Regions from separate parts of the Mus musculus genome. Here all the other regions are linked to region 4. Evidence: chromatin contacts called from public HiChIP or PLAC-seq and promoter capture Hi-C data. All regions are on one chromosome and are shown on one strand. Each heading gives the region's core, a stretch centred on a gene start, on an enhancer-like site or on the middle of the called end of the contact. The rest is flanking DNA. Distances are from core to core; before and after follow the strand shown. Region 1 holds the start of Trim8 (tripartite motif-containing 8). Region 2 holds the start of Borcs7 (BLOC-1 related complex subunit 7). Region 3 holds the start of 4833438C02Rik (RIKEN cDNA 4833438C02 gene). Region 4 holds the start of Kazald1 (Kazal-type serine peptidase inhibitor domain 1). Region 5 holds the start of 2310034G01Rik (RIKEN cDNA 2310034G01 gene). Region 6 holds the start of Sufu (SUFU negative regulator of hedgehog signaling). Region 7 holds the start of Cnnm2 (cyclin M2).

Region 1 (3,648 bases), core at 1,017-3,516, 1.4 Mb before region 4:
TGACATTGGCTGCTGCAGTAGGGTGTATACAATGGGAGGGGGTGCGGTTCGTAATCACCCAGCCGGCAGCCCAGGGGAGCCAGCTGCCTGAAACCAGATTTCAACGCGGCTCAACCTTAAACCCACAGGACTCTTTTTCCGTCTTCCCCGTCCCCTCCCTAAATGTGGGAGGGCCGTGTAAGAGGGCAGGGCTGGGAGGAAAGAGCCCAGGGTGAAGAAGTCACATACTTTAAGGTTTGTTCATGCCAGGCGCAGGCAGCATTCAAGTATAGAGAGAGCAGCTTTAGCCTGGGGAGCGTCTACTAGGACGGATTAGAAGAGCCGACAGTCGGGGACTCCTCTGGACACCCAGGCCTTGCCCAGCTAGATGCCAGAGTTCTTCTCTATCTCCGGAAGCTCCCCCCAACCCCCAGAGTGTTTCCAGTAGAGCTGAAAACTAACATGGCTGCTTTGTTTACTTCCTCATTGGTATGCCAGCATCATGGATCATGTCAGCCACAGCAGCGGCACCAGGACACTCATTACATAAACAGCAGCTGGAGAAGCAGGACCGGGGTCACTGCCTTGGTGACTTCCCGTAGAGCTTACAGAAACAATGCGGGGGGCGGGGGGGGGAAACTGCGCAAAACAGAAAAGCAACACTCCAAACTACTTCTAACAGCCTCCCCCCAATTCCATAAATGACTGAAGGAGAGATCTTAAGGGCGCAGGTGCGAGAATGCATCCAGCAGCCAGGGCCTTTCCCCCAGGACCTTGCCCCCCAAACTTTTACGGAAGAGTTTGGAAGAGGGCCTCTAGGCTAATGTCACGAGAGTCAGCTTGTGCGGATGGGTGGCTCCCAAGTCGTGTGTGTGTGTGTGTGTGCGTGTGCGTGTGTTCGCACGCGTTCAGTGTACTTGCCCGTATCTCATTCCTCCGTATCTCCACGTCACACACCGAGTGTCCCTGATGCGCGCCGCTGTAGTAGCAGCAGTACTGGCACACAGCCACCTGCTCGGCCTCGCAGTGGTACAGGCGGTAGGCGTTGTGCTGCGGGCAGCTCCAGGCCCGCACGTCGTCCGCCTCCACCAGGAGGTGCCCGCGGGCGGTGGAGGGCTGCTGCAGGTGCGTCTGCACGTGAGACTGGCAGCAGGGAGCCTCGCAGCGCAGGCAGACCTTCTGTGCCGGCAGCGGGGGGCCGCGGCGACAGAACACGCAGTGCAGTGCCGTCGGCGGCTTCTCCACGTGCAGGGCGTTGAACTTCTCCACGATGTTGGTGAGCTTCAGGTTCTTCTCCAGGCCCGGCTTCTGATTGTAGGCCTGGTTGCACTCCGGGCAGCGCACAAGGCCACTGTCCTTGGCCCAAGCCTCGCCGATGCAGCCCCGGCAGAAGTTATGTTTGCATGGCAGCTGCACCGGTTCCACGAAAACGTGCAGGCAGATGGGGCAGATGAGCTCCTCCTCAAAGCAGTTCTTCCAATTCTCCGCCATGGCGGCTGCGGGCAGGGGGCCCGGGTAGACCTCTCTAAGTCCCCAACCCTGGGGATCCGTCTGGTACAGCTGGGGACCCACCGAGCCCGGAGCTCCGGTCCCCGCCGGCCGCGCCAGTCGCTCAGTCACCAGCGCCTTCCGCGTGCCCGCCCCCCAGAGGAGGGAGCCTGGGTCCTCGCGCCGCGCGCGCCGCCGGCTGCGTCTCCTCCTCCTGGCGAGTGGCTAGCGGGAGGCGGCGGGCTGCGCCAGGGCCGCGGCCCGGGCACCAGCCCTGGAGGAGAGCGCTGTGGTCCAAATTCCATATAACAGGCCGCCTCCGGGGCAGCGCGGCTAGGGCAGCGGCGGCCCACGGCCTGCGCTCGGCCCCGCGGCTGACATCGGGGCGCGCCCCGCGGCGCACCGAGCGGGGGAGCCGCACTCTTCCTTTGGCGGCGACAGTGGCTACCTTCTGGCTGGTGCGAGCCGCGCCTTCCTCGCCTGGATCCCGGCCGAGGTCCGAGGGGGCACGGGAAGCTAGTTCGGCCGCGCCGAGGCTGGCTAGAGCCGGAGCCGGCGAGCAAGGCGCGCCAGCGGTCCCCGGGCCGTGGCGCAGGCGTCCCCCAGCTGGCCGGCCGGCTGCGGGTGGCAGGGCGCGGGCGGGCCGACTCCGGGGCGCTGCGTGCGCGCTGGGGCAGTCATTCAGATGAAATTCCAGTCCCCGGCCAGAGACACCAGCCCGCCTCTGCCTTCCTCCTCCCTTCACAAATAGAAACGGAAGGGGGAGGGAGAGAAGTGGAAAAAAAAAAAAAAAAAAAAAGGCAACCAGAGAGGGAGGGAGGGAGGGAGGGAGGGAGGGAGGGAGGGAGAAGCCCGGGAGGTGCTCCGGCCTGACCCCCTCGTCGCTACTTCTGCGCTCCCTGGAGGCCCCGCGCAGGGCGCCCCCGCCGCGGAGAGACCCCACTCCCTGTCCCCGCACTGGGCGGGCGCCTCGCCTGCGCTGAGGAAAACAAGGATTGATCAAACTAGAAAGGAATTTTTCTCAACTGCTAATGAACAGGAGGCTCGGCTCCCGGCCCTCCCCTCCCCCCGCCCGGCCCTCCCCCTTCGCCCCCCCACCCCACCCCTCCCCCCCACTTTCTTTTCTTCTCGGCCTCTGCTCCGGCCTGGAAGGCTCCGGGCTGCGGTCGGAGCCAGCCTGCGGCGGCGGCGGCGGGGCCAGGCCGAGCCAGCCGGGCCGGGTGCGTCCTCAGCGCCCAGCCATCTTGAGCTCCCAGCGGCCGCGGTGGGGACTGGGGGTCCGGGCGCGCGCTTGAGGGTCCTGTAGCTCGCTTTTCCACCCTCCCTTTGGTGGGATTTTTTTTTTCCTCCAAGGGGAGGGCTGGTGGTCTCCAACAAATTAGGAGAGAGAGAAGGAGAAAAATGCCAAGTCTTGATTTCTCTCTACCTCTGCTCCACCCATCCCGATCCTTTCCAAAAAAAAAAAAAAAATCTTTTAAAAAGATTAAAATTGGAAGAAGTCGGCAGAACGACGAGCGCCTGCTGCCCCCAGCGCTGCCCGGGAGACGCGTCCGGGGCGGGCCCGCGCCCGTCGCTCTGTCCGTGGGTCCGTTTGTCCTCCCGCAGCTTCTCAAGTGAGGGGAGGGCGGGCACTCCGGGCAGGGTCTCCGCTGCGGCTGTCGCTTCAGAGCTTTATCCTTAGATCAAAAAAAAAAAAAAAAAAAAAGAAAAAAAAAAGAAAGAAAAAAGAAAAAAAAAGGGGGGAGAGGAAGAAACCACCCCCCAGCCCGAACACTCATCACAGCCACCTTCAGCCATCTTGCGTGTATTATTTCAAGAATAATCTGTTTAATAGAAATAGCTGCGTCTCTGGCCCCCTTCTCCGCATCCTGGGGTCCCGCCCCCTTTTAATAATAATCTCGATAATAAAAATGATCAGCGGGCCGGGCAGTTAGAAGCTGCTTTTTTTCTGTCTCAGGTCTCTCCGCTTTCTTCCCTCTAAGAAGGGACACTAGGGGCTCACGCTGGGGTTGGGGGTGCGGCCCGCCGGTCCCCGCCACCAGCGCAGCGAGGAAGGGCCTCTCTCGCCTCTGCCTGGAGCAGCACGGGTGGGGGAGAGCCTCGGCCCGCGGGACCCACTGACGGGGCACACTGGGCACACTGTCTCCGGCCCCGGTTCGCAGCTGCCCCGCATACAATGGG
Region 2 (4,192 bases), core at 243-2,742, 1.6 Mb before region 4:
CAACATTTTACATACACATACACTTTCTACAAAAGAAACAGAATCTAGAAATAGCAAAAAAAAAAAAAAAAAAAAAAAGAAAGGAAAGTCAACTTGACTGCCAACAAAAAACGACCCAGGAACTCTGTGCAACCATGATAAAGTGTCAAATGGTGAAACCATGATTTGCATAATTTATATCTGCAAAAAAAAAAGCAATATAACAATTCTTTAATTTCTTCAAACTTTCCCCTGACACAGATTCCTAAAAGCAACGTGTCAGATGGGACCACATGCAAAACATGTCACCAGAGATCATCAGGTCAGCAATGTCAACAGCTGTTATACAGTAAGGGCGAGCACTTCTTGTAATGGGATTTTTATTTTGTTTTGCAGCCACTGTCAGTGAAAGCCAGCTCTTGCTACACTGCAGGTTTAAAGTAATATAAGTCAGATGTTGTGAACATCCATGCACAGATCCAAAGGCCTGAGAACATAGTGTGTCATTATTGCAACTACATAGGAAAGCAGGTGCCGTTCCTATGAAAACTAAGTTGGAAACGGTAACCACTTGCCGAAGGGTTACTAAGGTAGGGGTTACTAAGGAAGGTGAAATTGGAAGTTTTCTAAGCAGTCCCTTCTGTATCCCAGGTCTCTTGAGAGCTCAGACTAAGGTGTGCCCATTAGGCACCGCCATACGTTTAATTTTCCATTAGTAAATACATACCAAAGACGAGGTCATTGCATCTCATATGCCCGTTTACCTGTCCATGAGCGTGTGAGTTGTCTCATGAGGAAAAGTGTATGAACATGTACGTGTCTTTGTGTGGGCACACGGTTTCTCTAGGGCAGATAACGACCTCAACAAGCAGCGTGTACGTGTCATCAAATCATTCCATTCATAGAATCGGATGGAGGATGGAGAAAGGGGGAGGAGATGGTAGGGCAAAAGAAAAAGCTTGTCTAGGAAACAGTGAAGAGCTTGGCCAGAAATATAAAGAATAAACCCACAAAGAGAGAGGTGTAAGAAATCTTGGAAGTTGAGGCCATCGCCAAGCCGAGATTCGAAAAGCGACTGATGTTCACTACAGACGCCCATGAACACAAACAGGCACTGTGTAGGAGCCGCAGCTCATCTGCCCGCCTGTGCTTCTCCCCTTCCCACCCATCATCTCTTCCAACTACAAGCATTCAACCTAAACTGAAGAAACTCACCCAGAATGCAACACGCGCCTGGGCCAAAAGCCTACACTCCCCAGGATGCAATGCGCCGCCTCTCCCGGAGCCAGCGCTGGGAGGAGGACTGGGCCCGGGGAGCCCACGCCCCGCTCACCTCGGAGCTCCGCGAGCCTTTCAGCACCTGCTTGGTGAGCGCGATTACATCGGTGCCACAGGTGTTCACCTTCTCCGTGAGAAGCCCCTTCACGGACTGACCAAATCGGGCTTGCGAATCCGGCGTCCCAGTCGCCATCACCTCAACTAGCGATCACCCGCAGCCGGACGACGGCGAGTCCCTGGGGCCAAAAGAGACGCAACCGTCCAATCGTGCGAAGAGGAAGGACCGCATGCGCTTAGCTCAAACTGCTTACTAAAATTACTTAAAATGTTCAGTTGATGGACATGGAAGGAGGATACCGTTTAGGCAGGCTACCCTGGAGGGGATAGAATATAATTTAGGTGAATCTCTAGTTTAGAGTCAGAAGATCTGGATAGCATCCCAAGGAGTGATGTGGCTACAAATTACTCAACCCCTGTGTCTTCTGTTATCTGTTTTAGGGCCAGCACTGCGTTACCTAGGCACATTAATACAACTCTGTCAGAAGTTCAGGGTCTTTCTTGGCTGTATAGCAAGTGGAGGCCGACCTGTGATACATGAGACCACATCTATAAAATAAAATATCTATAAAATAAAATAGAGACCCTGTTCAATTCTAACATATTTTATTGAAATTAGCAAAGGGCACAGGCCAAAGAAAATGAAATTCAAATGACTAAGGTAAAGAAATGTCAACATCATTAAATTCTGTGTGTGTGTGCGTATGTGTTTTCAAGACAGGGTTTCTCTGTGTAGTCCTGACTGTAGACTAGGCTGGCCTCAAACTCACGGAGATCCATCTATGTGTGCCACCACCACCTGGCTTTTTTTTTTTTTTTTAATCATTAGTAGTTTGTATTTATGAATAGCCTTTTAATTAAAACTCTGCTTATAATTACTTTGGAAGCAAGTCCTACTATGATGTTAGGTCCCTGGAGTATACCCTTTGAAGGGATATTGTGATCCTGGTCCCTTTTTGTCTCTCTTTCCATCCCGACCTTGGAGTGAACAACCCTCCACCACATGGTGCACTGTGGTGCCATAATCCCAAAGCAATGGAGTCAAATGATGTACACTGGGACCTCTGAAAGAAGTGGATAGCAATAGGAACTTGAAAATCCTAAATTGAGAGTCTGTAGAGGTTGGTTAAAAAAAAAAAGTTCATCCAAGAAAATTCTTGGGCTGGAGGATGGCTCACTGACTGCACTTCCAGAGGTCCTGAGTTCAATTCCCAGCAACCACATGGTGGCTCACAACCATCTGTAATGGGATCTGATGTCCTCTTCTGGTGCATCTGAAGGCAGCTACCGTGTACTCACCTAAATAAAATAAATAAATCTTTAAAAAAGAGGAAAAAGAAAAAAAATTCAAACAAAATTTTACTGTAGGTCAGCTCTGCTTTCTGTACATTTGTTTACTTATAGTTTATTTCTTATTTTTATTTTATTTATAAGTATGTGCCTGCCTATCTGTTTGTGTACCATGTGGACGCGTGTGCCTTTGAAGGCCAGAAGAGGGTGTTTGATCTGTGCAATCAAAGTTACAGACCTATGTGAGCTCTCCAGTGTGGGTGCAAGAAAGTGAACCCAGGACCTCTAGAAGAGCTGTCAGTGCTCTTAACCACTGAGTCATGTCTCCATCTTCAATTTTTTACTTTTATTTATTTATGTTCAAAACAGAGTCTCTCTATGTAGCCCTGGCTATCCTGGAACTCACTCTCTAGACCAGGCTGGCCTTGAACTCATAGAGATCCTCTTGCCTCTGCCTCTTAAGTGTTAGGATTAAAGGCATTTGCCACCACCACCTGGCAATTTATTTTTACTTGTGTGCATTTTTATGTGTGTGTTGGGGGAGGGGGAGTGGTTTGTGCACATGCCTGCAGGTGCCCTCAGAGGTCCCAAGGCAGCATCAGATACCCTGGAGCTCAGGTGGTTGCAAGCTATTCATAAAGGGTTGGGTGCTGGGAATCAAACTCTGGGCTTCTGCAACAGCAATGTTTGCTCTTATCCATTGAGCCATCTTTCCAGCTACTGTTTATTCTTTTTAAAAAACTTGACACATGATTTACCTCGTTATGCACAGTCCTTTATCTAGTATTACTAACTTGCTGGCTTTAATGTCATAGCTTAACACTAACTTCATATTTTAATTCTCCCAGGCTATTGTTAGTACCGCTGAATAAGATGTCTCTTCGTTAGTTTTTAAGACAAGTATGTAGCTCAGGCTAGCCTCCAGCTTACAGAGATCTACCTGCCCTTTCCTCCTGAGTGGTGTGTGTTTAAAATCATGCATCATGACAACAGAGTTATTTCAGATAAAAATGTTAAAATCCCAATAAGCCATGTTTAAAGCCTAAATTTATTACAGCTGTGGACTTTCTCCTTTCCCAGCTATAAACCTGCAGTTTTCTAGGACTCTAACAAATAAGATCATTAAAATGTGTCTTAACTTCCGGGTACCACAGTTGTGTCCCGTGGTCTTACGATAGCCACTGTAATCATAGGTAAATGCTCTCATTTACTGGAAGAAAGAAAGGTTCCTTGGCAACTGTGATGGTTAGCATTGTCAATTGGACAGGGCCTAGAATTACCTAGAAGATAAGCCTAACTTGGCTGCAAGGGATTACCTAAATCAGGTTAGCCTCTGATTTGTATATGAAGTTTTAACTAGATTAGGTCAACCGCTGGACACATCTCTAAGGGATTATGTAGCTAGGGTTAGCCTCTGGACAAGTCTATGAAGGATTATCTAGATTAAGTTAGCCTATAAAGGATTATATTAGGTTAGCTTCTGATGTGTCTCTGAGGGATTATCTAGATTAGGTTAGTGTAGCTCGGCCCAGGAAGTGGCACTATTAGAAGGTGTGGCCCTGATGGACTAGGTGTGTCACTGTGGGCA
Region 3 (3,801 bases), core at 936-3,435, 1.2 Mb before region 4:
CCCACACGTGGCAGGGCCAGGTTCAGACCCATAGCTGGAAGGTATCTCAAGCGCTCTTTTGGGAATGCATGCTTGGCCCCCTGCAGAATACTCACTGCTGTCATGGATGGGCTGGGAGATCACAGGCTTCAGGGGCAAGGAGAAGGAGCCATCGCTAGCTCGAAGGAAAGCTGAGAAGCGCAGCCGTACAATGCTCAGATCCATGACTTTCTTCAGCTCCTTGGCCTCCTGCTCTAGCTCCCGCCGCTCAGCCTCTGGATGGACAATGTGGGTGGTGTGAGCTCTGGGCTGCTCTTCCCGGCTCCTCTAGGAACACCTCTCGGAACACCTTTTGTTACCATACCTGTAAGGCCCTGAGGCTTGGAGCGGAGACGCTGCCTCTGAAGTTTCTGGATCATAATCTCCATCATGTTCTTCTTGGTTACATGCAGGACACCCAGATTATTAAATCTGGAGAGGACAAGGAGGAGGCTTTGTCCTCTTTGACCATGAGGCTCTTTCCTCCTGAGGCACCTCCACCCCCACGCTCCACCCCCCATGGTCAGGCTCATCCTGGCTCTGTTCTCCAAGGAAACTGCTCTTTATAGTTGAGCTCTGAGGTTCCTGGGCCAAAGTAAATCTTCCCACTTTGTGTGCTAGTCACACAGGTGGCCTGAGATGAGACCTAAGGCTGGCAGGCAATGAGCATCCCACTGGGGGCCAGGGGCCAGGGCCACCTACTGAGCAGTCATGTCCTTGGGTCCTACAGACACAGCGCACACTCCCAACTCTGAACACTGCTTGCCCACCAGACTGTGGGCATGCGCACGAGGTGGGTCACTGTGTGTCACCAGGTCCACCTCAATCTTGGCCGGTCCCTCATAGTTACAGATCTGAGAATGGCAAAGGATAGTCAGTAGTTGCCCCATACACCATCCCTACCCTCCGGTGTCATCTGAGCTCACCTTGACAGTAGGATAGGTCTTCCGGCCCTTCTCACTGGAGGCACCTGGCAAACCTCCATGGGAGGGGCCTTCACAGCCATATCGAAATCTGAAGCCTCGCTGAAGGTTCCATAGCAGAGACATTGTGATCAGGAGAGGCAACCCCCCCCCCCCCCCCGTCATCCCCACAAGGCAACCACTAGCCATCACTGACCACAGTGACCAAAAGTGTACCTCCTTCTCATAAGCCCCCAACATATCAGCAGCAAGCTATTTAATCTGATCAGTAGGTATAACTACCCTCCCCCCCCCCGCCCCACCTTTTCCCCAAAGGTGAAGCCACCACTCTCTGTCACTCACTCACCTGTTTGGGCTGTTCCACAATCACCAGATAGGGGCCATCAGCTGGAAATAGAGGGGCCTTGCTGAGCCAGGATCTCTGAGACCATCCCTCAGTGGGGCCTCCAGGGGACATGCTCACTCTCCTCTAGGTTCTGAGATACTGCGAGGCCAAAGACTTACTGACCTGTCTCAGGGGCTGGATCCTTAGGCTCCACGATGGAGGGGCTGAATTCAAAATCATCATATTCGGGGATGCCATCCAGGCCCTGCGTTATAGACAGAGAAGGTGGCAGCTGAATCAAGGGTCCCCCCAACCACCCCCTCCCAAGCCCTCTGCAGTCACTCCCTGGACTCCTCCTCAAGCTATGAGGAAGCTCATTTCTGGGCAGGGTTTGCAGACAGCACAGACTGGCAGACTAAGACAATTTGAAGACAGTGCAGAAGTAGGGGAGTGGAGGAGCGTCCAATTGACAAGCAGACACAGAGGGCACCCGCCGCCCTCAGGGTCAGGCAGTGTGACTCACTGGATCGTAGCAATTGTCCATATCTCTGGGCTAGGCCCTGCTGTGTCTTGCGGCTTCGGGCCCCGGTTCAGCTTTCCAGAGTTTCGGACGCCCGCCTAAGGTGAAGAGAGGCGTGGGAGGGGGAAGAGTGAAAGATATCAGGATAGGGGTGGGCAGGGGGAGAGGGATGGGTAGGGGAGGGGGGCTCAGATCTGGGGGAGGGTCCGATCTCCTCCAGCCGCCCGTCCGGGCGTGGCGGGTAAGATCCGGTGGAGGTCGAGATCCGGAGCGGGGCTGGCCCGGGAAAGGGGCAGAAAGTTAGTGCTGCTTAGGAAAGTCCCGAAAATACCAGGGGGAGGCGGAGCCGGAGGGGGCGGGCCTGGAAATGACGCCGGGGCCACGCCCCCGCAGCGGGAGGGGCGGGAGGCCCAGGCGGTTCCTGGTTCCCGGGCAGCCTCTGTAGCCCCTGGGGCTCAGTCGGGGCCTAGCCGCCTCGCCCCCTCTCCGCAGCCTGGAGCAAACTTGGGATTTTCAGCCAGCGTGGAGGACACGGCTGATTCACCCAGGGGCTTTTGTGGGGACATTCCTGCCGTCGGAGGCCCCTTTTCCGAATGGCCCGTAGGCGGGGGTTCTTCCAGTGGGGCCTCCGGGGCTCTGACCAGAGAATATGATTCGGGCCTCAGGGTGTGTGTGGGGGGGAGGAGTTTCCCCCTCCACGGTCTCTAGCGATTCCGTCTTAGCTTCCCGGATTCTCCCGCTGCACCTGCTCCCGGTGGCCGGTCAAACGGGAGCATCCCGCCCTCCCTGGCGACTCCAATCCCAAAGCCAGTGTAACGCGCATGTGTCCGTTGCAGGAATATGCGTTTCAGCCCTAATGTCTTGTGTGCCGGGTGAGTGGTGGCATCATGGCACGTGCAAGTGAACGTTCATCCACACAGGTGAGTCCTTGTACTGCCCAGTGTGGGCACACGTCCGTGCACGTCTGGATGTCCGTGCGCAGGCGCCGGTGCACGGGTGCGCTGTGAGTGCGTGTGCGGGGCTCACACCGGCCGGCTGTGCACAGGCAAGCTAAGGGCAGGCAGACGTGTCGCTGATGTGTAGCAAAGTGTCCTGTTCCTGTGCGCGCTCACTGGAGGTGGCGTCCAGCCCCAGCCTGTCATCTAAAGTCCTCCTTCCCTCCCTCTCCATTCCCTAGACACTCAGGGATCTGAACCCGGCCACTCACCGTGGTGGCGGCTCTGGTTCCGACTTCTTTCCGAGCCCTTCCCCGGACCGGTCGTTGCTCCTCTCCAGCCAAAGGGCTCCAGCCGGGAAAGCCCCTTTCGGCCCCCCGAGGGGGGGAATTCCCGTGACGATCCCGTGCGTCACTCCCCATGCCCTTTTTTATTGGTTGAAAGTTTAACTCCAGGACTCTTGTAGCCAACCCGGAGCAACGCAGGCGCGCCCCTTTCGGGGAAGGCTCGCCCAGGACTGGCCGCGGGGTGTCACCCAGCTCCAGTTCTGCTAGGGACCAGCGAGGCGGGACGACGGACCCAGCGCAGGGCGCGGCTCAGATCTCTGCACTCTTCCAGGCTTGCCCGGGACCGTTACGGAGTCCAGTGGGCCACTTGGCTCTTGCTGTGCCCAGAGGTTGGCTATCTCTGAGACACAGGAAACCGGGTCAGTCCCAACACTCCAGTAACCCTCCCAGAGAGGGACCTCCTAGCTGGGAAGGGGAAGAGGAAGGAGTCAGATCTTGCGGTCAGCTCCAGATCGCCATCTAGCGGCCTTTCTGGAGCCGCAAGGAAACTCTGGGGTCAACTGTCTTAGTTTCCGGGCTTCAGGAAGAGACAACTGATGTTTATTCTGTAAGTGGCGGGTTCACAAGGGCCAAGGCTTTTAGGATGACTCGTTGGAGAATCAATGTGCTGGGGGAAGAAAAGAAGAAGGAAGAGAAGAAAGATGTTTGCCTGGGAGTCTTAGGCCTCGTTCATCCACCACAGATGTCCCAACTATTTGACTTGAAAGGCATCCAACTGGGCGTGGCGAAATTC
Region 4 (4,050 bases), core at 148-2,647:
AAGGGGGGTCCTTTCAGTTCAGACCCAGCTATTGGCTATGTGCCTGTTCCTTCGGAGGCCAGTCCCTGCAAGGACCTGCCTGGATAGAGCTCTTAGGCACCTCAAACCTGGCAACAAATCTCAACCTGCTTTTTAGTTGGCAGCCTTTGAGGCTCATGGTCTCCCTCAACTATTCATTCTGCTGACCACAGAGCAACGCTGTCGGGGATCCGGGAGTAGTGCCTTTGGGGAGCCAGGGTTCCTGGTACTAAAAGCCCTGGACTTGCGTACCCGATTCGCAGGGCCCCGGATGCACCACAGTGAGGTTAGCGTCCAGCCGAGCGCGGGCGGCCTCCTGCAGGCGACAGATCTGCGCGTAGGTTCGGCCGTCCGAACCACAGAGCGGGCGCTGCGAGCGGCAGACACACAGCGGCTCCGGCACCTCTCCTCGACTCAGGTCACCGCCCGCGTCCAGCCTGCACTCGAGCTGCTCGCCGCAGCGCCCGTAGAAGTTAGCGCTGGGGTCCAGATCGCAGAGCTGGCCCTCCAGGTTTGCGCATTCCCAGCAGCAGCCGCACGCATCCCGCACCCGGCCTGCTAGGCATCCCCGCGGCGCAGCGCACTCTTCTGGCCGGCAGGGAGCACAACCCTCGCCCTCGGCTAGCAGCCGCAGCCAGCCTCGCCGCAGGTAATCGGGGCCTGTGGACGGCCTCGCGCTAACGGGTAGCTGGGTCCACACCACCAGCAATAATGGTAGTAGCAAGGACAGCGCCAAGGTAGGTGCAGCATAGTTAGCTGGAAGCCCTGTGAACACTCGGGGCATCGGCGCGTAGGTGGCACCCTGCCAGGAGAGGGAAGCCAGGTCTGGAGGTCAGAGATAAAGTCAAGGCTGTATAAAAGCTTGATTCTATCCTCTGCTACCCTGTAGCCAACTAGAAGCCCTAACAAAGAAGCCTGGTGATTCCCAGGGGTTTATGCCAGTTGGTAATTGATTAAGCTGGTCTTGGGGACTAGGGAATAAAGAGAGAGTGTATCGGGGAATGATCACTAACACCCATGCAGGGATGCACACACCCATACACAGACATACGCGTATACACACACACACATGCATACATATATGCACGCGCGCGCGCACACACACACCAGCATCACCTCCAGAAACCACCCAACTCTGATGCATCTTTGCCCCAGAGATAGATAAAACTACACTTGATGTAAAAACTTCAGGTTGGGGTGATGGTGCTGGGGACATACCAGCGACTCACCTAGTGCCTTGGACTAGGCCCTTAACAGCTGGGATTTCCAACCTAAAAAAAAAAAAAAAAAAAAAACGGTAGGGAACGAAGAGTCGCATGCACGGCCAGCCAGACCCGCAGGCCACCCCTGCTTCTGTCAGGGGATCGCTGGCAGCCCACAGACTTAAGATTCAAAGAGAAACTCCTCCGCCTCTTCTCCCCGCCCCCAGATGTCGAATACCCGCCTTCTTCCCTGGCCCCGAGGCCGATAATTTTATCCAGTCTCACAAGGACCCTCCTGGGCCTTTCACTTCGACCCTAGCCCAAAGTCACAATGAGTGTACAGAGCCGCGTAACCAGACGCCGCCACTGGGAAAGCAAAGGCTATGAGAAGAGAATAGGGGTGGAATGGCCGAGGAGCTCAAACTGTTGGCTGAGCCTCAGGTCCTGTCTCATCTGATTTAGGTCTGGAGAGCGGCAAACAGCTACAATATAGAAAGAAGGAAAGGCTAAGAAATTTTACTCAATGTAAAATTGACTTCAACACTATGGGCGTTTCTGGAGGCCAGGCTCGGGGCCAGCTTCCTCTGGGCACGGTTTGCAGCTGTGTTCACCCAGTCTCTCCACTGGGGCGCAGACTAGACTATAAGCTTTTCCAGCTGCCATCCACATCTGGCTACCTCCCTCCCAATATAGGGCAGGTGCTTGAACCCGCGGAGGAGCCTGGTGATTAGAGGTCGGAACTGACTAGCGGCCGCAGCAAGGCCGGCGGGTGACTCCCCATAGGGCGTCTCTGGGCTCCGGATTACAGGTTGCAAAATTCGAGCATGTCGGGGCCAAAAGTGTTCAGTCTGGAGACCTCCGCCAACGCCACGGTGGCACTTTTGGGTTAGGGGCAGGAAGCAAAGCATCCCCGGAGGCCCGCCCACCACCCCGAGAATGGCAGGCCCCGCCCCCGCCGGCCCCCAAACAGCTTCCAAAAACCGCAATCCAAGCTCCTAGGAGGAGGAGGAGCAGAAGGAAACCGGGCTTTTAGGCAAGGGAAGGGTGGGGCTTATATAGGCCCCGCCCAGAAGGCGTCAGAGGTTCTGACTGCGCGTGCGTCCGCGGCCTGCGGCGGCTCCGCTCTACCCTGCGAGGAAGAAGCACTGCAGTCACCGCGCAGTTCTGACTTTGGCCGAGCCCTCCTCAAAGGAGCGTTCAGTCAGCAGAGACGCTGCCTCTGATCAGAGGGGTTCCGACAAGGTAGAAGAGAGCTGTACACAGGCAATCCCAAACTCCGAGGAGACGGGAAGCGAATTTCACGCGAGGTTTCGGGATTGTCGCGAGAATCCCAACGGCAAGCTAGAAAAGGAAAAGCCCGCGGCTTTTAAGCCAGGAAAGAACGAGGGCAGGCAGATTCCGATGGTGGTGCTAGGCAATCCCTTGGTTGGAGGACGCGTTAACTGTTGGCCTGGGAGCAGAAGTGAAGCGAGAATTGCAGGATGTTTTGGAAAAGGCGCGAGGAGGGCTTGCCTGGTGGAGGAATGGAGACACTCTAGGGGAGGTCCCTAGCTGTAACTGGGGGCGGTGATCGTTGCCCGATGTAGAGTGGGAGCTGTCCAGGTCTAAATGAGGAACTGTGAGCTTTCAGCCCTAGGAGCCACTATCAAAATCCCCAGCGTCAGGGTCCTAGACACGCTTTCCATCTTAATCGTTGCCGGCGTTTACTGTTAGTCTTCGCGCCTCTAGTAGGAATCACTGTGTCTTCTGTCTCTGTACTCCCCACCCCCACCCCCACCCCCCGCCCGAGACCGACTGCTAAGGAAGTTCTTGGGAAGCATTTGTGCTTTAAAAGTGAAAGACTCCCTGGTTCTGAAAGATGCAGTCACTAATGAGAGGCTAGGGATTAACTCGACGGAGAACGAGCGCCCTCTGGTGGGTTTGCAGCAGCTGCGACTCGTGACAATGCATACTGTCTATACTTTGAAAACGTTCTTACAGTAGTCTTGCGTTGCTGATGATTAAACCCGGGACTTTTAGAGTTAAGCCAGAACTGTTGTCACCGAGCAGTATCTCTGACCCAATAATAATATTTTAGAAAGGAGTTTGTTCGCATAGGGCAGTTTGAAAGCCTAGCTACTCCTGTCTCCAGGTGCTTCTTGTCCGGCACTTTATCAGGTGAAGTTCTAAAACACGTTAAGCAGCAACCGTGGGCACCAGAAAAAGAGTTACTTAAACGTTTAAAACGTTGACTCGGTTTGACAAGCTTCCTTTTTTTTAATTTTTTTACTTATATGAGTACACTGCAGCTGTTCTCACACACTAGAAGAAAGCATCAGATCCCATTACAGATGGTTGTGAGCCACCCTGTGGTTGCTGGGATTTGAACTCAGAACCTCTGGCAGAGCAGTCAGTGCTCTTAACTGCTAAGCCATCTCTCCAGCCCTAGCTTCCTATTGTTGAAGCAAAGGAAATTACTTCTAGTCCACATGATGCGGTTACTGCCAGGCATATCAATGAACGAGGTGTGCTTCAGATGAACACCTGATAGTTCATCTTCTTCTAAAATATCTATTACTGGTTTGTGCCTATGGTGTGTATGTATATGAGTGTAGACATATTTGTGTTTGGAGCTCGGGATGATTTTCAGGACTCAGTCCATCTCCTTCCATCTTGAAGTCATCATCAGATTTGCATAGCAAGCACCCTTACCTGCTGAACCATCTTGCCGCCCCCGAGTATTTTTCTACATTACTTTTGTTTGCGCGTGTTTGAGTGCATTGTACACACTCTGTGCACATGAATGGGAGTTCTGTTCCACCCCATGAGCCCTAGGAATTGAATCAGGGCA
Region 5 (3,901 bases), core at 559-3,058, 1.3 Mb before region 4:
CTGCAGCTTCTGTGGTTTAATCTATTGCCTCATGCTTTCCGATTTCCAGACACTGCCTGTACTCCTTGCTCTCGGTACTCCCTCCATCTCTAAAGCCAAGTGGTGAGTGGTGTTTCCTGGATGGCATCAGTAGGACTCTGGACCTCTTTCATGTTTGAAGTAATTACACTGGTTTTATGTCACCCAGAATGCTCTTTTAACGACTCGATAGTCATTTTATCCCTAAGTTTGCTTCCAGGAATCTGTGCACTGCATATGTGTAGGAGCCCTCGGAGATCAGACCCCCCCCTGAAAGTGGAGTTGCAGGCGGCTGGAGAGTCACCATGTAGGTAACCGCAGGGACCTGATTAGAAATCGTTGGGAAGTGTTCAGTATTCTAGGGAGTGCCATCTGTGAGCTCAGGCAGTTGAAGCTGTGGACAGACTGGTGGCTCCAAGCCAGCTCAAGGTGTTTCTCTCTGCCTAGTAACAGGGAGGTGTGGCTCGGGCTGGGCATGGAAGGGGAAAACAGCACTGAAAAGCAGTGGGAAGAAGCTTTATTCTGGACGGTTCTGCCTCTCCCAAAGACTGGAGAACAATCCCATGAGGCTGAAGGAGGCAAGTGAATGGATGGTTACAAGGGGAAAGATAACAAGGGCTGGGGGCTCAGAAGCCTGGAGAGCAACTGTGTCGTGCCATACATATATATATGAAGCCAGGGATATGTTTGGGAGAGGAGCGGTATGGTGGGCCCATGCTATGGCATCCCTTCCCCCAGAGGTACCAGCCATATATAGAGCATGGGGAGGGGAGTTGAGGGAGATAAAGGCGGGGGGGGGGAGAGATGGGGAGAGGGAGGAATGGGGAGAGGGAGAGGGGAATGGGAAGAGATCCACAGAGCCAGCAAGACAGTGAGGAGAGGGGCAAGCAGTCCCTTTTATAATGAGTCAGGCATACCTGGCTGTTGCCAGGTAACTGTGGGGCGGAGCCTAAAAGGAATGCGAACAGATTGTTAGGGTCTCCTGTAGCCCAGGCTGTTCTGAAACAGGATGACCTGAAGGCCTGGTCTTGCTGCCTCTACTCTAGGAGTCATGGGATTACAGGCAGGATCTACCACACCCGCTTATGTGGTGCTGGGGACCGAACACAGGTGTTTGTGCATGTCTGTTTCTGTATTGACAGACCTACATCCCCGGCCCGGGAATATCTGATGAGGAGGAGGGGAGCAGAACCCCTGACCCAGGAAAGGTTTCTCAAAGCCATCAGGCAGTCACACGAAACTCAGGCAAGAGCTGGGGGACCAGTGACACGTGCTTATTATGAATTATATATCCATACCCATCCATCACAGGTCTGGACCCAGTAAAAATGCCCGCCATCTGAGTTCTAGGTCATGTATTCTTACGTCTGCCTGCCGCCCAGGGAGGGCGTCTGGCCTCGGCTGCAGACTCTCACCTACACCTACCTGCCCGCCCCTCTGCTGCTGCCACCTATCCAGACCCACAACTTCTGCAGCCGGCCGGTGGGCCTGAGCACGGCCCCGCGAGAACTCCACTGCTTCCATGGTGCAGGCGCGGCCCTGGCCTCTTCCACGCTGCCCTGGTGGGCCTTCCCACCGCCGGATGCCGCGGCCCCCGGCTCGTCGTTCCCCGCCTCCGCCGTGTCCGCGCCATCCCAGCCCGGGCGCGACGCTGCGTGGCCGGAGGGCAGCAGCCTGCAGCTGCAACTGCGCTGGGGCCGCGTGGAGCGCATGCGGGGTCCGCCCCTACCGCTGCCGGACGCCGTGCGCCGCGACTTGCGGCGCGTCTACGGCACCTACCCACGCACCGACGTGCGCGTCACCAAGCGCGGCGGCCAGTTCTTGGTGCGGGCTGTGCCGCGTGTGGGCGAGCCCGAATACAAGGTGGCCCGGCACGTAATGCGCAAGCCAGCCAGTGGCGACGATGGGGACAGCGGGGACAGCCCGGCCGCTCCGGAGGCGGTGCAGCGTGGCCGCCTCAAGAAAAAGCAAGGACCAAGATGAGCATCTCAGCGCGCCTGCGAGTCTGTCGATCCCCGCTCGCCGTCCCTGCTTTTGATTTCCCTGGAGTTATTGCTGAACCGTGCTGGGAGAGAAAGGTGTTCGGTCCAGAGGGTCTTGAAGCGAAAGCAGCATCTCTCTCCCTTCTTAGCCCTCCGTGTGGGTCCCACTCGCCTTTTTCTCTCCCTTGCACCACAACTCCCCTCTTTACAAAGCTGAGGGAGCCAAGCAATTCCCAGCTTGGAAACGGAAGTAAATAAATGAGCGACGTCCAGCATCCAATACAAGATAAAGAAGCGGGCATTTTGCCATCTGTGTGATTAAAGTCTTTACTCTGTATGTAGCCTGACCCCTGGGCCTGCTCTTAAGCAGCAGCTCTACAGTATGCAGTGGACAATCTTCTAGAATCGCCTGCCTGGACTTACTATCCAAACGTCATCTGAAGGCCTATGATAGTTCTGGAGTGTGGGAAATGTCTCCTGTAAGCTAGGTTTAGAGCTAGTTCTGACATTTTTCTAGCCGTGTGTCGTCCTTAGCCTTTCTGAACCCCTTAGCTATCACATCTGTAAAACACATAAAGTTAGGTGTTCAAAGGAATGTCATTCGTTTTCGTTCTTTTGTTTTTTCCAGACAGGGTTTCTCTCTCTACCCCTGGCTGTCCTGGAACTAACTCTCTAGACCAGGCTGTCTTTTTTTTTTTTTTTTTTTTTTTTTTTTTTTGGTTTTTTCGAGACAGGGTTTCTCTGTGTAGCCCTAACTGTCCTGGAACTCACTGTGTGGACCTGGCTGGCCTCGAACTCAGAAATCTGCCTGCCTCTGCCTCCCAAGTGCTGGGATTAAAGGTGTGCACCACCATGCTTAGCCTTTATTCCCAGTTTATGTTAAATCTTTAATTAATTAATTTTCAGATAAAGGTCTTGCTATTTTACTGACTGACCTCAAACTGGTTGCAATACTCCTGCCCGAGCCTGTTGTGCCAGAAAGCATTCACGAACTCCCAAAGACCACCTAGGAGCCGTTTCTGATGTAATAGCACTTGGGGCTCTTATCTCTTTATTACAAGCTTGGGCTTGGGTTCTCCCCCAACCCAACCCTTACAGCAGGACAGGAAGAGAAGGCAGAGCAGCCTGGAACCCTCAGCAGGACAAGGTTTTATAGGAAATGGGAGTAGGTGAGAGTGTCCCAAACCTGGCAATATCTAACTGAATGTCTATTGTAAGCTGACAGGTGGGTGTTCTGAAACAAGACCAAAGGTCTGAAAGTACATTTGAAATAATCATATTAATCTTTGGTTAACTGTTGCTAAGAAGTAGCTAGGGAGCGGTAACTCTGGGGTATGGGCTAAGGACAAGCTGTGGGGTCCTTCCTGGTACTTGGGAGTAGCTTGGGTTCTGCTGTAGGTCAAGTTCTCAGGCTTTTTTTTTTTTTTTCTTTAAGATGGAGGCCAGTCCCAAGATGGAGTAGGTTTGCCCTCTCAAGCCTACAGGGGTCATACATGGGTATCACATCTGACTAGTCTTTTTTTTTTTTTTTTCCATAAATACAGCTGAAATTTTCAGTATTTCAATGTAGTGTTGTTGATGGGCTTAGTAGAGCATCCCTTAACCCTAGGACTTGGGAATCAGAGTTAGGAGGGAGGATACAGAGCCAGACCCTGTGTGTGTGTGTGTGTGTGTGTGTGTGTGTGTGTACGATTTTACATTTTGTAATATTTTGTAATGCTTAAGTGTTGATTTAATTAGTTAATATACCCCCCTTCATCTCACCACTCTCTGCATGTGTGTGCATGTTCCTTTGTGCACAGGTACACACCACCAGCATTGACCTTATTAAGATTTAATTTTATGTTAAATGGTAATGACACACGTCTTTAATCCCAGCACTCAGGAGGCAAAGACAGCAG
Region 6 (3,751 bases), core at 215-2,714, 1.3 Mb before region 4:
GCAAGGAACTTTTCAGGATCATACAATACAACGACTGCCTGCCTGAATGTGGCCACCTCTGAATCTATTTTTGGTTCAGAAAGACCACAAGGACTTGTCTCATAACACCTGTTTTGTCTGAAGGCTGACTGAAGAAACAGGATGCAAAAAAGAATAGGAGACGAGAAAGTGCCATTTCTACCCCCAAAGACAGCCAGCCCATTTGGAAACTGATCTTTTACAGGGCATCTTTAAACTTCGGCTGAAATCACGAAGACAAGACAGAATGCGCTTCTTCATTCCTCCTGCCCACTCAGGTCTCTGTCACGCACCTGGTGGCGAGCTATGATCCCCTTCAATCCCGAGCTAATGCTTGGCTCTCCCGAAACCTGTTCTTAACTAACGTCCTAAAGCTAAAGCAGCTGCAAAGCCAGAAGCAAGCTCTGCAGAGAGAAAGAGAACTGTGCAGAGTAAGCAAAAAGTTTATCTGGAAGAGCTGCTCTGTCAAACTTCAAGAGCAACAGCTTCGCACTGAATGACAGAAGCTCCTGCGCTCGGGAAGGTCCCGAAAGAAGACTGAAAGAAGGCCTCTCCTCAACTCTTCCCTCATCAAAGGCACAATGCCCTCATCTTGCTCCCTCCTAACCCACAGGGGCGTCCTGGTTCCCGGACCGCCCTAGACTACGCGGTCTTGTGCCCTCCAAAGCCCTCTCAAATGCTCTCCAGGCCCCGCCTCACTCCCCCCCCCATCCCACCCCAGCCGCCCCCTGGCTCCCCCAAGCCCACTAATGACCCACCACAGGCGCCCCCTCCTTTCTCCACGTTTACAGTTCGCTCTTACAGTCCCCCCTCCGCTTCTGTATACACCCCCAGTTCTCGGTTGTCCTAATCCGGGTTAACCCCTCACTACTCAAGGGATCCATTAACCCTTTGTCCCCATTCCCAACTTCTGTCCTAACTCCTTCCACAGCACCAGGAAGCTCCTGGTTCCCCAGTACTTAAACCGTTTTCTTCCTCCCCCTTCTGCAAATTACTTCGTCCCGGGTGTTCGAAGCTTTCCCGGCCGGACCCCGTCCTCCCGAGGCCCAGAGCATACCAGTACTTGACGATAGCGGTAACCTGGAGCGGGTTCGGCTGGTCAGGGTAGAGGCGGCGACACTCTCCGTAGATGGCGTGCAGTCCCGGGGGAAAGAGTGAAGCAAAGGCCGGAGGGGCACTAGGGCCAGAGGCCGGGGGCGCGGCGGGACCGGGGGCGACGCTAGGCCGCAGCTCCGCCATTGGGGCGCGTAGGGCGCGCGGAGAACCCGGGAGGGTAGAGGAGGGAAAGCGCCCCTATGGGCCAGCGGACCCACTGTGGATGAGACTCCCCGAGGCGATGGGGGCTACGGCGAGGTCTAACTCCGCGCCTGCGCACGAGGCTCCGTCCGCCCAAGCCGGAGCCTTCAAGACGTCGGCCAGAGGATGCTGTGGGACCGCGGGGAGCTCCAAGGGGCGGGGCGTCAGCGTGCCCTTTCCTGACACCTATTGGCTAGTGTCTTTGCCAGTCACAAGTGGGGAAGGCGTGACTTGACAATAGACTCCGCCTCCCTGCCCCTGGGTTGGGAGCGTCCCAAGGATCTTGGCCTCCCCCTAGTGTTAGGAGGAACCCAGTTTAGAACAGAGACTTGGTACCTTGAGGCGCCAGGGTCCTATGAAAGCTCTACACAACTACTAAGAAGCGCTTAATATTGTTTTACTAATACACAATTTTAAGATAAGCTTGACAACTAATTCATTAGACAGTATGTCATTATTATTAATGTTACAACTCTAATATTTCTTGGAACTATTGACAAAAAGGGTAACTCGAAATGTGCCTGGGGAAAATGCCTGGCTGTTTTAAAAAAAATTTACCTATTCTTTCTCTTCGCCTGGATGTTGTCATCCATCAAGGTCAAGAAAAATAATAAAACAATTTCTAAACCTTTAGATGATATTTTAGGCCCGTGGTTTTGTGGCATCCAACGTACAGGTATTTTTTTATAACCTCCATTGGCTTTTGCTTCATGGGTTTTGTCTTGTTTTGCTTTTTGTTTCATTTTTTTGTTTTTCGGGACAGGGTTTTTCTCTATAGCCCCTCGCTGTCCTGGAACTCTGTAAACCAGACTAGCCTCGAAAGAGGTGGGATTAAAGGCTTCCAGCACCACTCCCGGTGCTGCTGGGATATGTGTTGGGCAAGCATTCTACCACTGAGCGACAGATGTTTATTAATGGTTTGTATTGCCCAAGTGAAGGAATGGCTGAGAGATAGAACTACTCTGTAAAATTCAACCGCCCCTGAAGTACTGACAAATCCAAACCCAACTACTCACAAGTACTTCAGACTCCAAAATTTAAGAGTGTACTGGAAACCCCTTCGAAGGGATCTCAAATCCAGTCATGCAAGATAATCATCAACACTGTGGCTCTTTAATCTACAAACACTACAGACCCCACCATGTGTAGGAAATACACTGTCCAATCTCCTAAATCCGATCGGGCTGGGACCCGGTTTGGAGCGCAAGCCCTGGGGCAAAGAATGCTGGGGATTGTAGTTCCTCCGAGGCGAGGTCGGGCGGCTCCCTGGATGCCCAGTACCGGCGACTAGACTGCGCATGCGTGTCAGTGGCGTTTGCTGCGGACCGGGCTGGCAGTTCCTTCCTCGGAGGGAAAGATTCCTCTGCCATGGAGTCCTACGATGTGATCGCCAACCAGCCTGTTGTGATCGACAACGTGAGTAGCATCTTTCCTATCTTTAAAGGGACTGTGTTCTCCTCCAGGAAGGATTGTTTCCGCGGTTTCAGCCTAGGCCGCCAGCTCTTTGTCACTGGCTCGGCCTGTCAGGCGGGTTCAGCTGCCGCCGCCCGCGTCCTCCTCACATCCATAGTTTGAAGGCAGGGCGGCCAGCCAACATCCGTGTAATGGAGAATTTGAGGGTAGACAAAGGAAAGAGCTGTAGCCCGGGAAGGGTCCGTGGACCCTTGGCTCAGGGGGCCTTAACCGTTCTCTTAGAGCCCGACACCCGCCTTCGCTCTGGTTTTCCATCACTCAATTGGCTACTCTTGCTGTCTATCTTAGCCTATTGGTCCCGCCTTTGGGCCTTGCCGGATTAGAACAGCACTCCGCAGTCATTGGCTCCGGCGCTTGTCGCTCTTCCGGTCGCCATAGTGTTTCCCTTCTGTAAGGGGCGGTGCCGTGCAGTAGAGCTGTAGGGATTGGCTCGGCAACTCAGGGTGCGGAAGGCGATGGCTGGTCCACCGGTGAAAAAGGACAGTTTCCTTGGGTGTGAGCTGGAGGGGCAATTTAGTGAACTGTATCTGGGTGGGGCCGGACAAACCGGTACCAGAAATGGCCATGGGATTTCAGTTATTTTTGTGATTATAAATTATAGTTAGTCAAGGTAAAGAAGAAAGGGGGGTGACAAAGCAGGCGAGATGCTTTGATGTTTGCAGTGCCCAGGTGAGAGGCAGGGGGATTATCAGACACAGTGGTTGTCAGGTGCGCTAGCGTTTCCAGGACGCTTTGCACCAACATGCAAGTCGAAGCCTCCCAAAAAGTGAATGGTTAAGGAGGAAGTTTGCCCCTCTTTTCACAGTACGAACACGGAAGGTGGAGGTGACCAAGGTCATACAGCAATGGTGCCCCACAACTTCATCGCCTTATCTAAATGGCAATCCTTTGCTAAGCACCGCTCCACACATGCATCGATAAAGACAAATAGAAAGAACTTAAGTATTGCTTTTATGAGGAGGGA
Region 7 (3,944 bases), core at 319-2,818, 1.7 Mb before region 4:
GTTGAAGTCCAGGATAGCCTCGCCGGTTATCATGAAGCAGTCCCTGAGGGGAGTCATCACGTCCTCCACCGTCTTGGTGCGGAGCTCCAGCGCCCCTTGGATGATGTTCAGCTCTTCCTTAACGAGGTCGTTATAGGGGTCAGTAACCCGGAGCATCTCCAGCAGTTTTTCCCGGTTATAGACCGTGCCTATCTCCTGGCCCAGGACGCAGTCCAGCAGTTTGCTAACCGGATAAGAAGCGGGGAATGTCATCATCATGAAAAACTTGGTGAGGAAGATGGTGTTGGCCCCTACCGCCAGGCCGTGTCGGGAGCAGATGGCTTGGGGCACGATTTCTCCGAAGATGACGATGCCAATGGTGGAGACCACCACCGCCACAAGGCCTGAGCCCGCAATGTCGTCCAGCAGGATGGTGAGCGTGGTGTTGACCAGTACGTTGCCCAGCAGCAGCGAGCACAGCAGGTAGTTGCCCTGCCTGCGCACCGGCTCGATGCGCTTGGCATAATTCTTCTCTTTCTCCGTGCCGCAGTTTTGCACGATGCGCAGCTCCATCGGGTCCAGAGCCATGAGCCCCAGGTTGAGGCCGCTGAACATGCCCGACAGGCACAGCAGCAGCGAGATGAAGATCACTTGCAGCCAGAAGGGCAGCAAGAACTTCTTCTCCTCGCCCACTATCATCTTGGTGTCCTCACCGTCGTGGTAAATCCAGGTGGTCTCGGCCCACGGAGGAGGCGGGAGTCCGGCCACCCCCGCGCCACCCTTGCCCCCGACGGTGCCACTCGCAGACCCGGAGCCGCCGGCGCCTAGTGCGGGCGTGGAGAGAGACGTGCACAGGTAATAAGACTTGCTCTTCTCCATCTTGCGCAGCGGTTTAATCTCGATCTCGATGATGCCCGATGTGCGGCGATTGAGAATGATGTGGGGCAAGATGATGATGTCTGAGGTGCGGATGCCGCAGCGCTGGGGGCCGCTGTCCGGCTCCGGAGGCGCGGGGCCCCCCAGCCCACGCTCGCTGGGTGTGTGCCGGCGCCGCTCGTGCTCAGTGAAGGCGATGCGGGACCACGTCTCGTTGTTGATGTTCTGCCCGTACACCCGCAGCTTGACCCGGGTCCGCTCGCTCACCCGCAGAGCACCCCCTTCCATGAACGACACGTCGTTCGTATCCTCCAGCCGCAGCCCGATGATCACGGTCTCCTCGTTCTCGCCGGCCGCTGTGCAGCCGCCCGCTCCCCAGCAGCAGCTCAGCAGTAGCAGCGGCAGCAGCCGGCCCGCAGCTGCTTGCAGGACCCCCCGGCCGCGGGCACTGAGGCTGCGGCGCGCCGCCATCTTCCAAGTGGGCAGTGCGGCGGCTGCCTGCCCGCCCGCCATCTTTACTTCGGGTTCACAAGCGCCACAGCCAATCATAGGGTGGCTGCTCCAGCTGAGGCTTCATCCTTCCCACCCGGCGGCGCGAGCGCAGGCACCGGCGCCCGAGCAGGACTGCAACCGCGCGTTCGCGCCCAGCCCTTAGCTGTCCTTCTCTCTGAATGACACTGATTCGGACTGAGCCAGCTGAGGAACCCCCGGGCTCGAGGGAGGAGGGAGCGGAGGGAGGGGCGTGCTAGCCTCTCCCGCGAGAGGCAGGTCTGCCAGCCAATCAAGAGCGGGTGCCCGCCTTCCCAGCCAGGGGGCTGGAATGGGGGCGTGGTCGCAGTCGGCGTGCCGCACCAATGGCACGGGAGGTGGGCGGGGAGATGAGGGCCACTGTCCTCCTCTGCATGCCAAGTTTCCAACTGAAAGGCGCGTGACTCTTGTGTATGCGCGGGGAGGAGGCGTGGCCATCCCGGATGCAAGAGCCAGTCAAAGATGAGCGCTGTAGGGATGGGGGCGTGGTCTTCCTCCAGGCGGCCAATGAAAGGGAGCGGTCCGCGGGTGCGGCGCTCCCTGTGGGGTCTCTGTAGTAGATCCTCGCGCGCGGCTTGGCAGCCCTGCAATACTGCCCTGAGGCGCGAGGCCTCGGGTCCTTGCTGCAGGGACTTGCGGGCTCCACGGGGCTCCGTGTCGCCGCAGAATGGGCTGAGCCCTCCTTCCCTGGGAGCACCAGAGCCGGACTGGAGACAGCTTACGATGCACATAGCCTAAAACCAAATCGGGATACTAGTCAAGCCCCCCAGCCCACTACCCCTGCATGCGGTTCCTCTGGAGATTCGCGGTGACAGGGTGGCCCTAGCAACGCCGAGGACCTGCGGTCTCCGTGACTCTGTGAGCCCTCAGCTGCTCACGATCATGTGGCGCCACCTGCCGGCCCTCACGGACGACCTTTGCTGTTTTCTAGCTCTCAACAAACCTCTCAAAGTGTGGTCAGCTTCCCAAACTTTGTCATCACAGGGATTCTCCTGTAGTCCTGCTATAATCACAGAATGAGATGGACCCTATTTTTGGTTTTGTTTTGTTTTGTTTTGTTTTGTTTTTTAACGTGCACCCAGGCAATTTGGGGAAATAGGAAGGGGAGAGCAACCTGAGAAGGCCCATGAAAGCTTATTATGAAATGCACAGGTCAAACGCTGTTAGCTCCGGAGAAGATTCATTGTGGAGCACAGCTCACCAGGACTCTCAAGTCCATTGCATCAGACTAGATGCGGTAGCACAGTAGCTCCCAAACTGAACTTTCTGCCTCCCAACTGAAGCGCGTTTTAAAATGTTTTTCCTGATCTTACTTTGTATTCCATAAACACAATACTCTTCCTTTTTTGTGAACACCCACAGTGTTTTTTATAATTTCCAGGACGAGTGATTTCTGGGCTCATTTCAGCGGTATCCTCGCAATTCTCTCTTTTTTTTTTTTTTTTTTTTTTGTTGTTTTGTTTTGTTTTGTTGTTGTTTACAGGGTTTCTCTGTATAGCCCTGGCTGTCCTGGAGCTCACTTTGTAGACCAGGCTGACCTTGAACTCAGAAATCCGCCTGCCTCTGCCTCCCGAGTGCTGGGATTAAAGGCGTGCGCCACCACGCCCGGCCGCAATTCTGTCTTCTTTTATGCTTGTCCTCAACCATTCCCCTGACCTTCCAACTAATGACTTGTCAACCCAGGGCCCATTGCTCCCATATTTGAGCCCTCCCCTAACTCCTCATCTCCTGACAAAAGCCAGAGTGCTCTCATCGCCTACAAGGTTCTGCAAGCTCTGCCCCAACCAGGCTCTGTCATTTTCTCAGTCACTGCCAGGGGATCTTCCTGGCGTCTTCGCATGTGCCATGTCCTGTGGATGGGACTCAACTTCTTTCAGATGCCAACATAGCCCTGTTTAAAGGCTTTGCTCAAAGCCACCAGACTCCATCTCTCCCTTATTTTTCTTCAAAGCAAAGATCATTTACTAATACCATGTGTAAATTACTCATTTGGTTGATAATCTGTCCTCTCTAGAATTTTTGTACACTGTTATATCAGTTCACCCTAGAACACACCTATAGATATTCAAAACATGATATAAAAAGTGTTAAAGAAATAAAGAAGCTTTTACTTTGATTATTTTAAGTAAATGGTCAACTCTAGTCCTAGCCCTCTGGTGTCTGGGGGATTTTTCCCCTACTTCCTATTCTCATACTGCTATATTGGAAAAATCACTTTAGATGAAGAAAATGGGATTCTTAGGTCTCTTATGAGCTTACAAGAGTAGTATTTACAGTTTATAAGTTGAGGTCTTTAGATGTCTGACAAAGGTTCAGGACAGACACAGGGCTTCTAAGCCAGCTAACTGAAAATGTGAGGACAAAGTGTGTTCCAGGCTAAGAGGGAAGACAGTTAGTGGTTCTCGAATATTGAATGCACCATTTGGAGTGGGAGTGCAGAGACAGGAAGAAGTACTTGCCAGCCCTACAGACATTTCCTGTGCAGAGAAAGCAGCGGTCAGGAAAGTGCAGTCTGAGCAATCCTGAAGCGGGCTAGAGGTTCAAGACTTAAGCAAAACAGA

Evidence for each region. Promoter capture Hi-C pulls out the DNA fragments that hold promoters and counts their contacts. HiChIP or PLAC-seq counts read pairs in DNA pulled down with a chosen protein or histone mark.
Region 1: a contact with region 4 is called in a promoter capture Hi-C map of pre-B cells, with 4 times the contacts expected there. The contact joins the promoter of Trim8 here to the promoter of Kazald1 in region 4. A contact is called at or near these places in 2 of 39 promoter capture datasets (liver and pre-B cells), 1 of 115 datasets of contacts at active chromatin or transcription factors (pancreatic cancer cells) and 1 of 9 other capture datasets (adipose tissue).
Region 2: a promoter capture Hi-C map of pre-B cells shows a contact between it and region 4, with 4 times the contacts expected there. The contact joins the promoter of Borcs7 here to the promoter of Kazald1 in region 4. A contact is called at or near these places in 1 of 39 promoter capture datasets (pre-B cells) and 1 of 115 datasets of contacts at active chromatin or transcription factors (astrocytes).
Region 3: a contact with region 4 is called in a promoter capture Hi-C map of pre-B cells, with 4 times the contacts expected there. The contact joins the promoter of 4833438C02Rik here to the promoter of Kazald1 in region 4. A contact is called at or near these places in 1 of 39 promoter capture datasets (pre-B cells) and 1 of 115 datasets of contacts at active chromatin or transcription factors (regulatory T cell precursor).
Region 5: a FOXA1 HiChIP or PLAC-seq map of pancreatic cancer cells shows a contact between it and region 4. The contact joins the promoter of 2310034G01Rik here to the promoter of Kazald1 in region 4. A contact is called at or near these places in 4 of 39 promoter capture datasets (the C10 cell line, liver and pre-B cells) and 3 of 115 datasets of contacts at active chromatin or transcription factors (embryonic hindbrain, large pre-B cells and pancreatic cancer cells).
Region 6: a promoter capture Hi-C map of pre-B cells shows a contact between it and region 4, with 4 times the contacts expected there. The contact joins the promoter of Sufu here to the promoter of Kazald1 in region 4. A contact is called at or near these places in 5 of 39 promoter capture datasets (the 3T3-L1 cell line, the C10 cell line, liver and 1 more) and 1 of 115 datasets of contacts at active chromatin or transcription factors (large pre-B cells).
Region 7: a contact with region 4 is called in a promoter capture Hi-C map of pre-B cells, with 5 times the contacts expected there. The contact joins the promoter of Cnnm2 here to the promoter of Kazald1 in region 4. A contact is called at or near these places in 1 of 39 promoter capture datasets (pre-B cells) and 1 of 115 datasets of contacts at active chromatin or transcription factors (pancreatic cancer cells).

Annotation. Positions count from the first base shown.
Region 1 is chr19:46,500,266-46,503,913 of GRCm38.p6, reverse strand. Trim8 (tripartite motif-containing 8) reads right to left here and starts at 2,266. Exons shown (of 6, transcript NM_053100.2): 1 at 901-2,266. The coding sequence starts at 1,470.
Region 2 is chr19:46,687,206-46,691,397 of GRCm38.p6, reverse strand. It overlaps Borcs7 (BLOC-1 related complex subunit 7), which reads right to left and starts at 1,492. Exons shown (of 5, transcript NM_025563.3): 1 at 1,313-1,492. The coding sequence starts at 1,450.
Region 3 is chr19:46,304,013-46,307,813 of GRCm38.p6, reverse strand. It overlaps 4833438C02Rik (RIKEN cDNA 4833438C02 gene), which reads left to right and starts at 2,185. Exons shown (of 3, transcript NR_152248.1): 1 at 2,185-2,452; 2 at 2,623-2,706; 3 at 2,964-3,801. It overlaps Nfkb2 (nuclear factor of kappa light polypeptide gene enhancer in B cells 2, p49/p100), which reads right to left and starts at 2,119. Exons shown (of 22, transcript NM_019408.3): 1 at 1,790-2,119; 2 at 1,450-1,531; 3 at 1,288-1,328; 4 at 945-1,043; 5 at 721-872; 6 at 344-450; 7 at 96-254. The coding sequence starts at 1,810.
Region 4 is chr19:45,073,434-45,077,483 of GRCm38.p6, reverse strand. It overlaps Kazald1 (Kazal-type serine peptidase inhibitor domain 1), which reads right to left and starts at 1,397. Exons shown (of 5, transcript NM_178929.5): 1 at 1,248-1,397; 2 at 271-820. The coding sequence starts at 802. Gm35782 (a long non-coding RNA gene) reads left to right here and starts at 2,375. Exons shown (of 4, transcript XR_877888.1): 1 at 2,375-2,462.
Region 5 is chr19:46,346,895-46,350,795 of GRCm38.p6, reverse strand. It overlaps 2310034G01Rik (RIKEN cDNA 2310034G01 gene), which reads left to right and starts at 1,808. Exons shown (of 1, transcript NR_040418.1): 1 at 1,808-2,595.
Region 6 is chr19:46,394,609-46,398,359 of GRCm38.p6, reverse strand. Sufu (SUFU negative regulator of hedgehog signaling) reads right to left here and starts at 1,464. Exons shown (of 12, transcript NM_001025391.2): 1 at 1,076-1,464. The coding sequence starts at 1,257. It overlaps Actr1a (ARP1 actin-related protein 1A, centractin alpha), which reads left to right and starts at 2,619. Exons shown (of 11, transcript NM_016860.2): 1 at 2,619-2,730. The coding sequence starts at 2,683.
Region 7 is chr19:46,759,233-46,763,176 of GRCm38.p6, reverse strand. It overlaps Cnnm2 (cyclin M2), which reads right to left and starts at 1,568. Exons shown (of 8, transcript NM_033569.3): 1 at 1-1,568. The coding sequence starts at 1,404.